2 separate regions of the Sus scrofa genome follow, and region 1 is linked to region 2. The links are chromatin contacts, called in public HiChIP or PLAC-seq maps. All regions are on one chromosome and are shown on one strand. The core of a region is the stretch at or near the end of the contact, and the rest is flanking DNA. Distances in the headings are between cores, read along the strand shown.

What was found. HiChIP or PLAC-seq counts read pairs in DNA pulled down with a chosen protein or histone mark.
Region 1: a contact with region 2 is called in an H3K27ac HiChIP or PLAC-seq map of alveolar macrophages. The contact joins two enhancer-like sites. A contact is called at or near these places in 1 of 5 promoter capture datasets (fetal skeletal muscle), 14 of 47 Hi-C or Micro-C datasets (embryonic fibroblasts, epiblast stem cells, fetal skeletal muscle and 8 more) and 2 of 2 datasets of contacts at active chromatin or transcription factors (alveolar macrophages and skeletal muscle).

What each region holds. Positions count from the first base shown.
Region 1 is chrX:125,191,472-125,198,486 of Sscrofa11.1, reverse strand. The region is part of intron 1 of GAB3 (GRB2-associated-binding protein 3); the gene reads left to right. Among named protein-coding and RNA genes, the nearest start is that of GAB3, 14 kb to the left of the region's middle. Within about 2 kb of position 5,651, at least 11 of the 83 cell types and tissues checked have an H3K27ac peak or open chromatin away from gene starts, as enhancers often do. A contact at or near this core is called in alveolar macrophages and retroperitoneal adipose tissue, where this site is marked.
Region 2 is chrX:125,078,752-125,085,409 of Sscrofa11.1, reverse strand. The region is part of intron 3 of LOC100737597; the gene reads left to right. It overlaps LOC110257719 (a long non-coding RNA gene), which reads right to left. Exons shown (of 2, transcript XR_002340632.1): 1 at 5,988-6,658; 2 at 4,492-5,905. Among named protein-coding and RNA genes, the nearest start is that of IKBKG, 37 kb to the right of the region's middle. Within about 2 kb of position 3,024, at least 17 of the 83 cell types and tissues checked have an H3K27ac peak or open chromatin away from gene starts, as enhancers often do. A contact at or near this core is called in alveolar macrophages and retroperitoneal adipose tissue, where this site is marked.

The DNA of each region.
Region 1 (7,015 bases), core at 4,402-6,901, 110 kb before region 2:
TCCTTTTTTAATGCTTAATAATGTTCCATTGTATGGACATAGCACATTTTCTTTGTTCAGTCAGTTGTCGGTGAACACTCGGCTTGTTTCTGGGTCTCGGTTATTGTGCACGATGCTGTCATGAACATGGGAATGCAGGTATCTCTTTGAGATCCTGATTTAAATTATTTTGAGTCTATACCTGGAAGGGGCATTGCTGGCCCATATTCGTGTAAAGTTTCGGTTATGCAACATAAATTATTTCTAGAGAGCTGCTGTACATTATGGTGCCTCAGAGAATGTTACTGAATGTGACTGAACTATTCCATGATTCCTGTATTACCGAGTAGTTTTTTTTTGTGAGAAATCATTGTTGAATTTTATTGTTTTTCAGCATTTCTAGTGATGTCATGTGACTTTTTCATTAAATCTAGCAAAGCAATGAGTTCTTTTTATATATATAATGGTTTTATTTTCATTATAGCTGGTTTACAGTGTTCTGTCAATTTCTACTGTGCAGCACGGTGACCCCGTCACACATACATGTCCACATTCTATTTCCGCACAAGATCAGGCTCCATCATAAGTGACCAGACATAGTTCCCAGTGCGACACAGCAGGACTTCATGGCTCATCCATTCCAAAGGCAACAGTCCGCATCTCTGAACCCCAAGCTCCCAACCACCCCACTCCCTCCCCCTCCCCCTTGGCCACCACACGTCTGTTCTCCAAGCCCATGATTTTCTGTTCTGTGGAAAGGTTCGTTTGTGCCCTGTATTAGATTCCAGATATAAGTGATATCCTGTGGTACTTGTCTTTCTCTTTCGGACTGACGTCACTCAGGATGAGAGGCTCTCGTTCCATCCATGCTGCTGCAAATGGCATTATGTCCTTCTTTTGTGCGGCTGAGTCCTATTCCACTGTGTATATATGTACCACATCTTCCGAATCCAATCATCCATCGATGGACATTCGGCTTGTTTCCATGTCTCGGCTGTTGTGAATGAACATGCAGGCGCACGTGTCTCTTTTCAGTAGAGCTTTGTCCGGATAGATGCCCAGGAGTGGGATTGCGGGGTCATATGGAAGTTCTATGTATAGATTTCTGAGGTATCTCCAAACTGTTCTCCACAGTGGCTGTACCAGCTTCCATTCCCACCAACAGTGCAGGAGGGCTCCCTTTTCTCCACACCCCCTCCAGCACTTGTTATCTGTGGACTTCTTAATGAGGGCCATTCTGACGGGTGTGAGGTGGTATCTCCTGGTAGGTTTTTTTTTTTTTTTTTTTTTTTGTCTTTTTGCCATTTCTTGGGCCACTCCTGCGGCATATGGGAGGTTCCCAGGCTAGGAGTCTAATCGGAGCTGTAGCCACCGGCCTACGCCAGAGCCACAGCAACGTGGGATCCGAGCCGCGTCTGCAACCTACACCCCAGCTCACGGCAACGCCGGATCGTTAACCCACTGAGCAAGGGCAGGGATCGAACCCGCAACCTCATGGTTCCCAGTCGGATTTGTTAACCACTGTGCCAAGACGGGAACTCCCTCCTGGTAGTTTTGATTTGCATTTCTCTGATACTCAGTGATGTTGGGCATTTTTTCATGTTTGCTGGCCATCTGTCTCTCATTCTTAGAGAAATGTCTCTTCAGGACTTTTGCCCATTTTTCCATTGGGTGGTTGGCTGTTTTGCTCTTGAATCGGATAAGTCGTTTGTATATTTTAGAGATTAAGCCCTTGTCAGTCGCGTCATTTGAAATGATTTTCTCCCATGCTGTAAGTTGTCTTTTTTTTTAATGGTTATTTCCCCAATACAATTTTTTTTTCTACTGTGCAGCGTGGTGACCCAGTTACACATACAGGTATGCCTTCGCCAAGGGGGAGGGAGTGGGATGGACTGTAAGTTGTCTTTTTGTTTCCTTTCTGGTTTCCTTTGCTGTGCAAAAGCTTGTCTGTTTGATGAGGTCCCATTGGTTTATTTTTGCTTTTATTTCTGTTGCTTCGGGAGACTGACCTGAGAAAACACTCGTAAGGCGGATGTCAGAGACTGTTTTGCCTGAGTTCTTTTCCAGGGGTTTGTTGGTGTCTTGTCTTACATTTAAGTCTTTAAGCCATTTTGAGTTTATTTTTGTGAAAGCGATGAATTCTGTTAATGGCTTATCTAATATTAAGCCACCTTTACATTTCTAGAATAAGCCCCAGCTGGACAAGGTATATTTTTTATTGTGTGGTTGCAGTATGTATACTAATATTTTATATTGGCTATTTCCATCGATATTCATAAGTGAGATTGGTTTTTGGCTTTAAATTGGGCTTTGTTTATTTCTGTACAATCTTCAGCAGATTTTGGCACAAATGTTATACTTGGCTCACATAAAAAATTGGAAGTTTGCCATCTTCTAGAATATTTTAAGTAGAGTTGGAATTAACAGCACTTTAAAATTTTGGCAGAATTCCCCTCTAAACTGTATCTGGTGCTTTTTGTGTGTGTTTAGATCTTTGTCAACTGTATTTCTTTTGTGGAAATTGATCTGTTTAGTCTATCTTTCCCTAAGTCAGTTTTGTAAATTATACTCTTCCTGGAAAAGTGTCTGTTTCATCGTGGCTATCAAATTCATCCCATATAATTTCATGAAATCGTCTTACGATTTTTTAAAAATTCATTTTCGTTCCTCTGTTCTTTTTCCCGTGTTGGTTAGGCTGGTTGGTGTTTTCTATTTTATTGATTTTCGGTTTTGCAGCGAGCCAGCTTTTTGATTCTTAACTAGAGCTCCTTTGTAGCTTTTCTCTTTAATTTTCCCTTTCTATTTATTGATCCCTTCATTTGATTTTGGTATATTGTACACATGTGGAAACTTGGACTGACTGCATGCTCCTTGTAGGGTTTTAATTTGCAAGCAACACACATGTTGAGAGGGCTGGAGAACCAGCTTTGAGGTTAAACAGCCAGGAAAAAACACCCCAAACCACAACTCAAAACTGGTTCTGGTGAGAAATCCGCTGTCACTACTGTGTACCTGCAAAGCACAACGTATGGCTGGTTACTCTAGTTCTTGATTTAGGTCTTGGAGCTCGTCGTCCTTGTCCCTGGAGGGCTGCGGCACATGCCAAGGCCACGTGCCCTTCATCCACTGCTGCGACCGCTGAGCCCCTCCCCCACCCCAAGCCCCGGCCGGGTAACTAGATGGTTATTTCATTAGGTGGCATCTGCTGAAGCCATCTCCAGGCTTCAGCAAAGACTGGAAGGGAGCCTGGGAAAGAGAGGAGAGACACAAGAAGGATCTAGAGAAATCGGCTGCCCGCATTTTGGAACCAATCATTTGTTGGGACACTTCAGTGGCAGGAAACCGGCTACTGAACAGGCCGCCCGAGTAACTGCGAGGACGCCGAGTGTCCCCCGAGAGTGTCCCCCGTGAGTGCCCTGCGCAGCCCAGGGCGGAGCCGGGCGCCCCTTGTCCTCCGGACGCTGGGCCGGGAGGCAGCCGTGCCCTTCCCATCTAGTCCGCTCTCGTGCCCTTGAGGCGTCCTTTAAGCCTGGCAGCTGGACCTTAGAGGGGTCACCTTTTTGTTTGCAGCGGGTCCTCCGTGCCAGTCTGTCAGGACCCTTTCGCGCCCTGGTTATGCCCTGGAGGGAGTGTGGGAGCGAAGACCCTGGTTTGGGACGAGTGTGCAGAGCTCGGGGTGGGGCCTGGGCTCAAGCGGAGTTGGGTGGTCCCTGGAGTGTGGAGTCTGCGGGGGTGGCGCTGAGACCGTGCAAGGCGAGTGTGATGAGTCAGAAGGAAAAGGAGCTAAGACAGAGCTTGAGGACGTGCCGTCGTCGGAGAGCGACAGGAAGGAGCTTTTGCACAGACGGAGCGGAGCGTGAGAGCAGGTGGCTGGATGCAGAGCGGCAGCAGCGGGGGACGGAGCGGACACGCGGGCAGATGGGACACGAAGGGCCACATGGCCGCAAAGCGCTTCAGCGGTTTGCAAAGGAAGGCCACTCAAAATCAAGGGACGCTGCTCCCGGACCCAGCCAAGTGACAAGGTGGAGCTACAGTGTGTGCGGTAGATGCGCTGGTCAGTAGCGTCCGGGGAAAGCCGCCGAGGTCTCCCCGGGCCGCCAGCACCTCCTGCTCGGAGCCCGGAGGTGGACGGCAGCTCTGCGTCGGGTGCCCGCGGAACTGGAAGCTGGCGGCTTCTAGCGCCACCACCATGTCCGCGGACCCCCTGCCTCTAGACTATACGGGCCACCCTCAAGAGCGTCTTCTTCGGGGTCTTTTTCTTTTTTGGCCACAGCCACGGTAGGTGGCCATTCCCCGGCCAGGGCTGGAACCCGGGACACAGCAGCCACCCGAGCCGCTGCTGTGACAACACCGGATCCCGAAGCGCTGCGGGTCGCCAGGGAGCTCCAGCCGTGTGGTTATGTTGGAAGAGCCTCATGCGAGGGACCCACGGCCCCACAGGGGCCATTCCTGTGCTTCCACGAGGAAGACGTCGGGTCTGCCGGCCGTTTTGGGACTTCATGCCTGCCTGTCTGTTGGCGGGGTTTTGCCCGGCCCACTGGGGACGTCTTTGCTGGTAGCAGGCCAGGGAGCAGCCAAGGCAGCGCCCCGCAAGCAGGCACGCACCGGGAGTGAGGAGGGAGTGGAAGCGGCCAAGCAGGTGACGGAGGAAGACCCTGCCCGGCTCCGAGCAGAGACGGGACCGGGTTTGAAGCGAATCGAACAGGTTCCCTCGGCAGCTGGGTTGAGACTAGGCTGTAAGGACAGACAGAGCCAAAGCGGTGACTGGGGAGAGACGACGATGCTGCGACGGGCCGAGAGAAAGGCCTCAGGAACGCCAGCGAGTCCGGGCCCGGCCCCGGAGGCCGGCGCTGCGCGCCCGAGGCCTGGAAGCCTGCGGCAGGGGTGCTGTCGAAAGATGCCTTGTGAACGGCCTCTGCTCACTTTTGCTTTTGCAAGTTCGCTCTGGAGAATCGTAAACTCATTTTCGGCCGCCATAAATGATGGCATTAACGTCTACGAATATACATCACGTTTTGTGCACATGTTTGAAAATTTTTTGCCAATCCGAGGGGCAAATGTATCACATTTTTAATTTGTGATTTCCGGTCATGTGATTTGGGGCCATTTGTTTCTTCTGTGAAATGCTTTCGTATCTTTGGCCCGTTTTTCCTAGTAGATCACTTTCATTTAGCTAGTTTTTCACAGGAGCTCTCTTTTTTTGGCTGCACCTGTGGCATACGGAAGTTCCCAGGCCAGGGATCAAACCTGCGCCACCACCGTGACAACACTAGATCCTTAACTGCTAGGCCACAAGGGAACTCCCATAGCAGCTCTTGAGGTATTTTGTTTATTAAGTTGTAACTCCCTTCAAAGGAATGATCTCAGCTATGTTCAAGGGGTCTCTCGCCATGTAGATATTGCTGAATTTTTGTAAGCACATCCCGAAATTGGTTCCTTTATAGTTTCTGTGGCCTGTTGGGCATTTTGCAAGCATATTCATGTCATGATTAAATGTAAAAGATTAAAGGGAAATGGAGAAAATATTTTTATTCTCCTGTGTCGGGCCGGCCTGCCCCCACGTCTGCTGTCCCGGGGCTAAGGGTGGCGTCGAGGGGAGATGGGGAGCAGAGCTGGCTTCCCTCTGCGGGGAGCGCCCGTCTCTTGCCTCGTCTGCCTTCCTCCGAGCACCGTGAGCCACGGTGACTGGCTCTGGGTCACCGCCCCAGGGCCTGCGGGAGAGCCTCATCAAAGTGGGGCCTCCTTCCCTTGCGGGGTAGAGCCTCACAGGCCCACCCCACCGACCTGGGACGCGCGTAGCCCAGGCCTGTTGGCCGGAGACTTTCCCTCTGGGTAACTCGGCTTCCACATCACAATTTGCCTGGCTTTATAGGGACATGCCAGCTGGCTCCCCTCAAGGGCTGCTCTGCTGTCCCCTCCCAGCCTCCTTTTTGGTGGTTGTTTCGGTTCATCACCAGCAGTTCCTATTTCACAAGAAGCAAGTCTGTTACACTGTGGCTTTTAGTGTTGACAAGTCAGTGGTTTGGGGTCTTTGGCCACGAGCATGGTGTAACTAGAAACTAAACCGAAGTTTAAGTTATAATGTAACCCCACCCAAATTTTCACACCAAGTGAGAAGTACACTCCTCAAAGTCTTAGACCCTAAAATGTTATTCGGATCAATATGACAGAGTAAATAGGAAAGAAATTCAATGTATTGCCAGATAATTCACCTCCAAGACAGATGCTTGATGCAAAATGTTTTTATGTTTGAGACCGCTTGAACTTTCAAGAATGGATACCTTTCATACTTTTTAAACTAGTTAGGCACAGGAAGGAGAGGCAAACTGCTTCAATAGCCTTGATACCAAACTCATAAGGCGATTACCATACAACAAAGAAAACTATAGATCAATCTTACTAGAGACATGAGAAACTAATTACAGATGTGTCATATTTAAATAGAAGAAAACGAAATATAATTTCTAGAAGCAAATGTGGTAGCATCTCCATCTAATCTAAACAGGACAGCAGAGCAAAAACTAGAATGGGAAAGGCAGATTTTTGACATGTGAAAGTAAAACACTCTGGCCGGTCCTGCCTGCTGTGGCTCAGCAGTAGCGAACCCAACTAATATACAGGAGGACGTGGGTTCGATCCCTGGTCTCACTCAGTGGTTTAAGGACCCAGCGTTGCTGTGTGCTATGGTGTAGGTTGCAGAGGCGGCGCCGATCTGGCGTTGCCGTGGCTCTGCTGTAGGCTGGCACCTGCAGCTCCGGTTCGACCCCTAGCCTGGGAACCTCCATATGCCGCGGGTGTGGCCCTAAAAAGACAAAAAAAAAAAAAAAAAAAAAAAGAAAAGACAAGACAGTTCCTTTATTTATTCATTAGGTTAGTCCTCAACCAATGTTTGTTTAGTGAACAACTCCTGAGTAGCAAGCATTCTTTTAGACATTGGCACTTCAAAAACCACATAAGCTTATTAGGCACATGACAAAATACTAAAGTGTTTGCAGCACATGTGGCTGAATCACCCTTATCAATCGTGAGCAAAAGG
Region 2 (6,658 bases), core at 1,775-4,274:
GCCAGGGAACTTTCGCATGCTGAAAGTGTGACCAAAAAGAAAACTAATAAATAAATAAAACAGTGAAACAGCCAGTTATTTTATCAGCAAAATGGGTTTATTCAAGAGCAGCAAAGAATTGCAATTTGGGACATGCAACTGTGGTGAACCACATCTAAGTCTGGTAAAACAAAAGAGGAGCGGTTATTTTGTAGGGGAGGGGATGTTGGGAGGGGCTGTTATAAACAAAAAGTCCATTGGAGAAAACTTGGAGTTTGAAATATAGTGGCTTTTCATTGGCTGAATTGTGACTCTCTCATTGGCTGAGCTGTTGCCAGGCCAGGAGAAATCTTCCCTGCTGGCAGTAGTAATGTAGTGTCACTTCCTGCCTGAGATGGAAAGTACATCTCTTCCTATTGGGATCTGCGTCTACCTGGAGTGATACGTGTGTAACAGCGCCCCCTTCTGGCCTCACGCCTCCATGTTAGCGAGGTTTCCCTTTGTTAATTTTCACAAAGGAGTAACTTCCTTCACTTCCTCTCACAAAGTCCTTCCCTGTCTCACTTTCACTCCCAAGCTTTGCTAAAGCATTTCCTCTTTTGCTTCCTGAAAGACCCGGCCTCTCTCATCCCCCCTCACAAAGGCTTTCCCTCCCTCAGTTCCCCTTAGAAAGAATGAACATTGCTCACCTCTGCAGACAAAATACTGTTAAAAACCAAAACTCCACCAAGTAAATTTGAAGATCTAATTGGCTTCCTTGGGTGGTTCGTGAATCAGGCACCATTCTGAAGAGTCTTACCAAAAAAAAAAAAAACAAAAACAAAAAAGGAGGATAGGGCAAAGGAATCACTAGCAAAAGAAAATGAAGGGTTATTTTGAGCCCAGCCGTCTTTAGGGAGGAAGGGAATAGCGTGGACTTTTTTTCTTTTTTTTTTTTTTCTTTTCTGGGGCGGCTTCCCGAGGTTCCCAGGCTAGGAGTCTCATCGGAGCTCTGCAGCCGCCGGCCCACACCACAGCCACAGCAACTCGGGATCCGAGCTGCATCTGCGCCCTACACCACAGCTCACGGTAACACTGGATCCTTAACCCAGAGTGAGGCCAGGGATCGAACCCACAACCTCATGGTTCCTAGTCGGATTCGTTTCCGCTGTGCCACGACGGGAACTCCAAAAACCAAATATTTAAATGGAATAAATAGCAAAGTGACTGCATGTGACACATAATTTAATAAACCAAAGGATCAAACCATGGGGTTTTCCCGCCATACGGTACAAAGGATGAATGGATGGAAGGGATGTGAGAAAAGCTGAAAGAGCGAAGCGCGCCCCACAGCCCAGTCCGGCTCATTGCTCAGTTCTCAGGGCCAGTGTGGCTTCCCGGGAGGTTCCCTTGGCAGGTGCAGGCACAGCAGCGCCACAGCACCCCAACCTCCCCGCCCGGGAAAACGTAACCCCTGATGGCAGAGCCTCTAGACGTCTTGTTCTTTGCTGTGAGCCCGGGGCTACCACCACGTCTGACACACACCCGGCGCTGCAGACGTGTTTATTTCCTGAAATACCGCTCTCTTTGCGAAAGTGCCGTGTTCATATGCCTATGCCAGTGAGTAAGCTTCTGTGAAGCCTGAGTTTGCCGGGCCACCCCGCAGACGTGGGATGGACCCCCTCCCAACCCCACATTTGATGCAGCTATAGGGGCCACTCGCACCTCACACGTGATGCTTTCTGGGGCAGCAGGACCAGCTCCCAGGGGGACCAAGCCTGGTTTGGGGGGGGGGGCAGCTGACTGGCTCAGGGTTTTACGGCGATTTGGGGCTGAGGCTAGAGTGAGGCTTCCCATCCCTGGGCAGGGGCTTGTGTGGTTTAACTTTCCGCCAGACTTCCTTATCAACCTGCCCAGATGTGGCCAGAAGGAGAAGGCGGAGCAGTGGGGCTTGACAACTGTCAGCAGCCACACATCAAAAAATGGAGTCATGGAGTTCCTGTCGTGGCTGAGTGGTTAACGAATCCAACTAGGAACTGTGAGGTTGTGGGTTCGATCCCTGGCCTCGCCCAGTGGGTTAAGGACCCGGCATTGCCCTGAGCTGTGGTGTAGGTTGCAGACACGGCTTGGATCCCGAATTGCTGTGGCTGTGGCGTAGGCCAGCAGCTGCAGCTCCGATGAGACCCCTCGCCTGGGAACCTCCATGTGCCGTGGGAGTGGCCTTAGAAAAAAGGCAAAAAGACAAGACAAACAAATAAACAAAGAAATGTTCATAGGATTTAAGGTCACCAATGACCAGAGGTCCAAACTAAAGCAAAAGAGGTGCCCCTATTTTGGCCAGCAAATTGTCAAACAATCCTCCCCAAAAGGGGAGGGTACAAGAAGACTCTCAGTTGCCCCCACTATTGGTTGCCTTGACCTTGGGGCAGTCTTGGTAGGAAGCAGTGTGGCCAAGGTCAAGAACCATTCCTTAAGAATTTATCGTACGGAATTTTTCATGAATATCTGCATGCACAGCTCCCGCGATAGTCGAGCCAGTGTTGTCTATACCACTAAGTTGGAAACAACCAAAACATCTTCCCCTGGGAGAATCGTGAACTTGGTTGGAGCAGCGCTGCGTATTGGAGTACTAGGGCACTATTAAAGATAATGCCGAGAAATATTTAATGATTTGGACATATCCACGCTATCGGAAAGAAGCGGCAATCCTTTCCTGTGAGATAGGAGGGAATTATGCAAGTAAAACTAAAAAGAGGTGCTTTGAAGTGGTAGGAAGAAGGATTTGGAAGACTGTCCTGTGTCCAAAGCCTGGATTTTTATCAGTAAAAAAGGAAGCCAACACATTTGCAAGTTACTGTGATGGGATGTGGTTTAGCTGCAGTACATGCTGTTTTCAGGGTGTCTATAGATTAGGCCTCTAAATGTCAACGCTGTTTGTCAGAGGCAAGTTCCCTGTCGTTAAGCCAGTTTACAGGCAACCACGAGGAGTTTGGGGCCATGACTGAAGCATTTGGAAACTTAAGACTCAGTTGCGCAGCAGGATTGCATTCCAACTCGTAACCGCCTCCACAGTTCAGAGATGAAAGTGCAGTGCCTGCTAGCTATCTGATTTGCTCACTGAGCAATGATGTTTACTCTTAAAGGGGTATTGAAAGTAACCAACCTTCATATGTCGGGATCGATAACTCCCTACTTCTTCACTGTTCTCGAATTCTGTCTCCAAAAGGACAAAGTCCCTGGAGCCGTGAGAACGCGAAGGACCATCTCTGGAAGCAACCAGCTGCGTCGGGAGCCCCGTTCAGTTATTTTCTCCATCAAGGAGTTCCTGTTTGATGGTTTTTTCCTAAGGCCCTCGTTTCGAAAACAGTGATTAACTGTTAGGCGGCATCCGGGTGTGAGACGGGCCTGAGTTTGAACCCGGCTCTGCCCTTAGCCTCGGGCAGGGCAGCCTCTCCCTGTCCTCATCTCTAAATGCAGGTGCCTTCCACGCGGAACCGTGAGGATGCGCCGAAGCAGCATCTGGAAGGCATTCCAGACGTGTTTGCTCCTGCTCATGAAATGCTTTTCCTTCGCAAACAGCAGCCCTTTCGCAATGTACCCGAATGTCACGGCTTCAAATTTACTGTCTCTGGCCCACACTGTTGTGAAATCGTTGGCTTCGGTAGCATTGAGCAAGGTACTGTGTGGCTCTGATGTCAGGGAATATGCCAGATGTTTTCCCATCTGTTTTATGGGAAGCGTTTCAAGCCACATGGTCTTTTTGTGATTCTATCTATAATGTGTTTATCAGGGAAGTGATGAGCCCTGAGAACTCTGACCCACAAGCAATCCCGTTTCATTGGGTACCGTGTGGGGCCCTCTTAAGGAGAGGCTTCCTATCAACAGACATATGTGAACTATAAAGATGAAGCTCTGGTTAAGACGCGTGCAGAATCTATTCTAACCAAGTTCGAGAGATGTATATAAAGCACACAGCTCCATCCACGGCTCCCTTTCTATGCAGACTCTACCGCGGAGTTCTTCCGAGGCCTTGCTGAAACCGCTTCACGTTTCTCTGCACCTGTTTCCTCAGGTGCAAGATGGGGACGGTAACCCCTCCGACCAGGAACAGCGAAGCAAATAACTCCTTGTGTACGTATGAGATGTGGTCCTGATCAAAGAGACCGGGCAAGAAAATGGAGAAGGGGCATTTCGTGTCGGATAAAGACAGAGCTGCTCTAAACAATAACGAACATTGACTTCATCCTTAGAGCTCATGAAAGGCAGCAGAAGCAGAGTGGCCTGTAGTCACTTACCCGTGATGCCTGCACTATGCAGTCGCGGGGGTCACCTTCAGCAGAGTCTACATTAATAAGAATGTGTGTTTCCAAAACATTCCTCCAACCTAGCCCAGGCGATTGAGGCAAAATTCATTTGGGGGGATAAAGTCTGCCACACGCTCCCACCCTCGCCCCTGCCCCAAATCCAACTGTTCCACTTTATTTTTTTTTTCCAACTGTTCCGTTTAAAAGAAAAACATCTGGCCTAGGGTGAGTTGAATCTTTGTAAACAATGATTAAATATTTCTAAATGTACACTCTGTCTTCTATGAAAAAAGTCACGATAGATTCATAAGATGGGTGATACTTTTGAGCTATGGATTCCCCTCCTTGCATGATTGAAAATAAACACCCTCTGCCACTCGAAAGCTAAAAATCAAGTCTGTAGCTTTGTCCTGAGGCGGATGGTGAAACGTTCACCTTTTACGCATGAAAGTCCTCCACCCCTCAGACAGACTGGTGGGGACGCTCGACGGGTCATCGAACCATCTCCCGGTGACACAACTGCACACTCGAACTTGGTAGAAATTGTTCTGCCCTTTTCTTCTTCAAAATCACCAGTGACTCCTAGGGATTTGAGTCCGAAAGTTCATTTTAACGTCTGGCCTCAAGGCCACCTGATGCCTGCAACGTGGCGTTGGAACGGTGCCCACAGCATGCAGGAGGCCCATGCCATCTCCGACCAAGTCCTGACTGTTGGTTGTCACCCTTTTCTGGGCGGTGTGGCACCCAGAACCGAACCCGGTACTCCAGACGCAGTCTAGCTCAGAGGAGGAGGCTGGCTCCGGGGCTGGAGGCACTGAGAACAGATTTCTTAGAACATAGAGCAACAAAGTGAGCTGAACGCCTACAGCTCTCAAGTGTCTGGGAAGTGACTATCCCAGCCAACTGCTTATGTTTGAGATGTGTAACCTTGTACAAGTTACCTGGGTTCTTCACGTCCTCATCTTTAAAATGAAGTCGAGGAGTTCCCTCGTGGCTCAGCAGAAACCGCCCGACTAGTCTCCATGAGGATGCGGGTTCGATCCCTGGCCTCGCTCAGTGGGTTAAGGATCCAGCATTGCCGTGAGCTGTGGATCCTGAGTTCCTGTGCCAGTGGTGTCGGCCGGCAGCTGTAGCTCTGATTCGACCCTTAGCCTGGGAACCTCCATGTTCCGCTGGTGTGGCCCTAGAAAGCAAAAAATAAACGAAAATAAAGCGAGGTTGAAGAGCATGGCTCGGGAGGCTGTTGCGAAGATGAGTCATGATGCCTGGCCCACGTCGGTGTGCGCCGAATGGTTAGCATTGTTATTTTTACCTCAGTTTCAGGAATTGCCAATCTTTAAAGAAAACAGTGCTCAAAACAACGCCCTGTTCTTTGTTGATGCTGAAGTGCTTTGGATGAAACCATCAGTTAGTACTTTTCTAGGTCTGTAGTTGTTGACGACAGAGAAAACTCAACTGAACGCATGCTGGCCTGTAGACATCCTGGGAGGTTTTTCTTTTTGAATCAAAATGTGATATCCGCCCTTTGGACTGTAATTTGTCTTATAAAGCAGGATGTTAAAAACAAGTGGCTGTTGGGGCTTGCAAGCCTCTTAGAAGCAGACACGTGCAGGAATCTTCACGTTCGTGTCAGAAAGCATCGCCTATTCCAAATGACAGACATAATTTAAGGTCAAAAGGAAGCAGCTTTTTTTTCAGTAAAGATGAAGGGAACATGAAACTCACCATTCCATTCCGCGTCACTGTGTCCTTCAAAATGTTGTACCACCACCACCTGAACCTAGTTCCAAAGTATTTTCATCACCCCCAAAACAAACCAAACAAACCAGCAAACAAACCCATTAGGCTGACACAACCCAGCCCCCTCCCCTCAAGCCCCGGCAGGCACCACTTACCTAGTTTGGATGTCTCGTACAGCGGAGTCACACAACATGTGATGTTTTCTGTCTGGCTTCAGTCACTTAGAATAATTTGTGGATTTCCCGTGTGCATGTCCAGTTTCCCAGTCTAGTGGAGGTAACGAAAACAAAAGCACATTAATGTGCAGGTCGAGCTTGGGCAAGTAAACTGGGATAACGCTGGATCTGACCATGGGGTGGGATTGCTGGCAGGGTAAGCTGGGTTCTTCATGGGGAAAAGAGAGCGCAGGAAAATCTGAGAGGCCAGGGAAGCAAAAGGTAAGCGGAATCACTCTCCTTGTGCTCCACATTCCGTTCACCTGCTGTTTTTAGGTGCCCGATCTTAGATGCACCCATGAACTTCAGCCAAGGACTGTGACGCTATTCTAATAGCTCAGTGAAGCCAAGTGACTTTCGTCAGTGGAATGTAAATGCTAATGATGTGGATTATTTCTGGGTCAGCACAGTGCTCCTGAGGTCTTTTACATGTTGTCACAC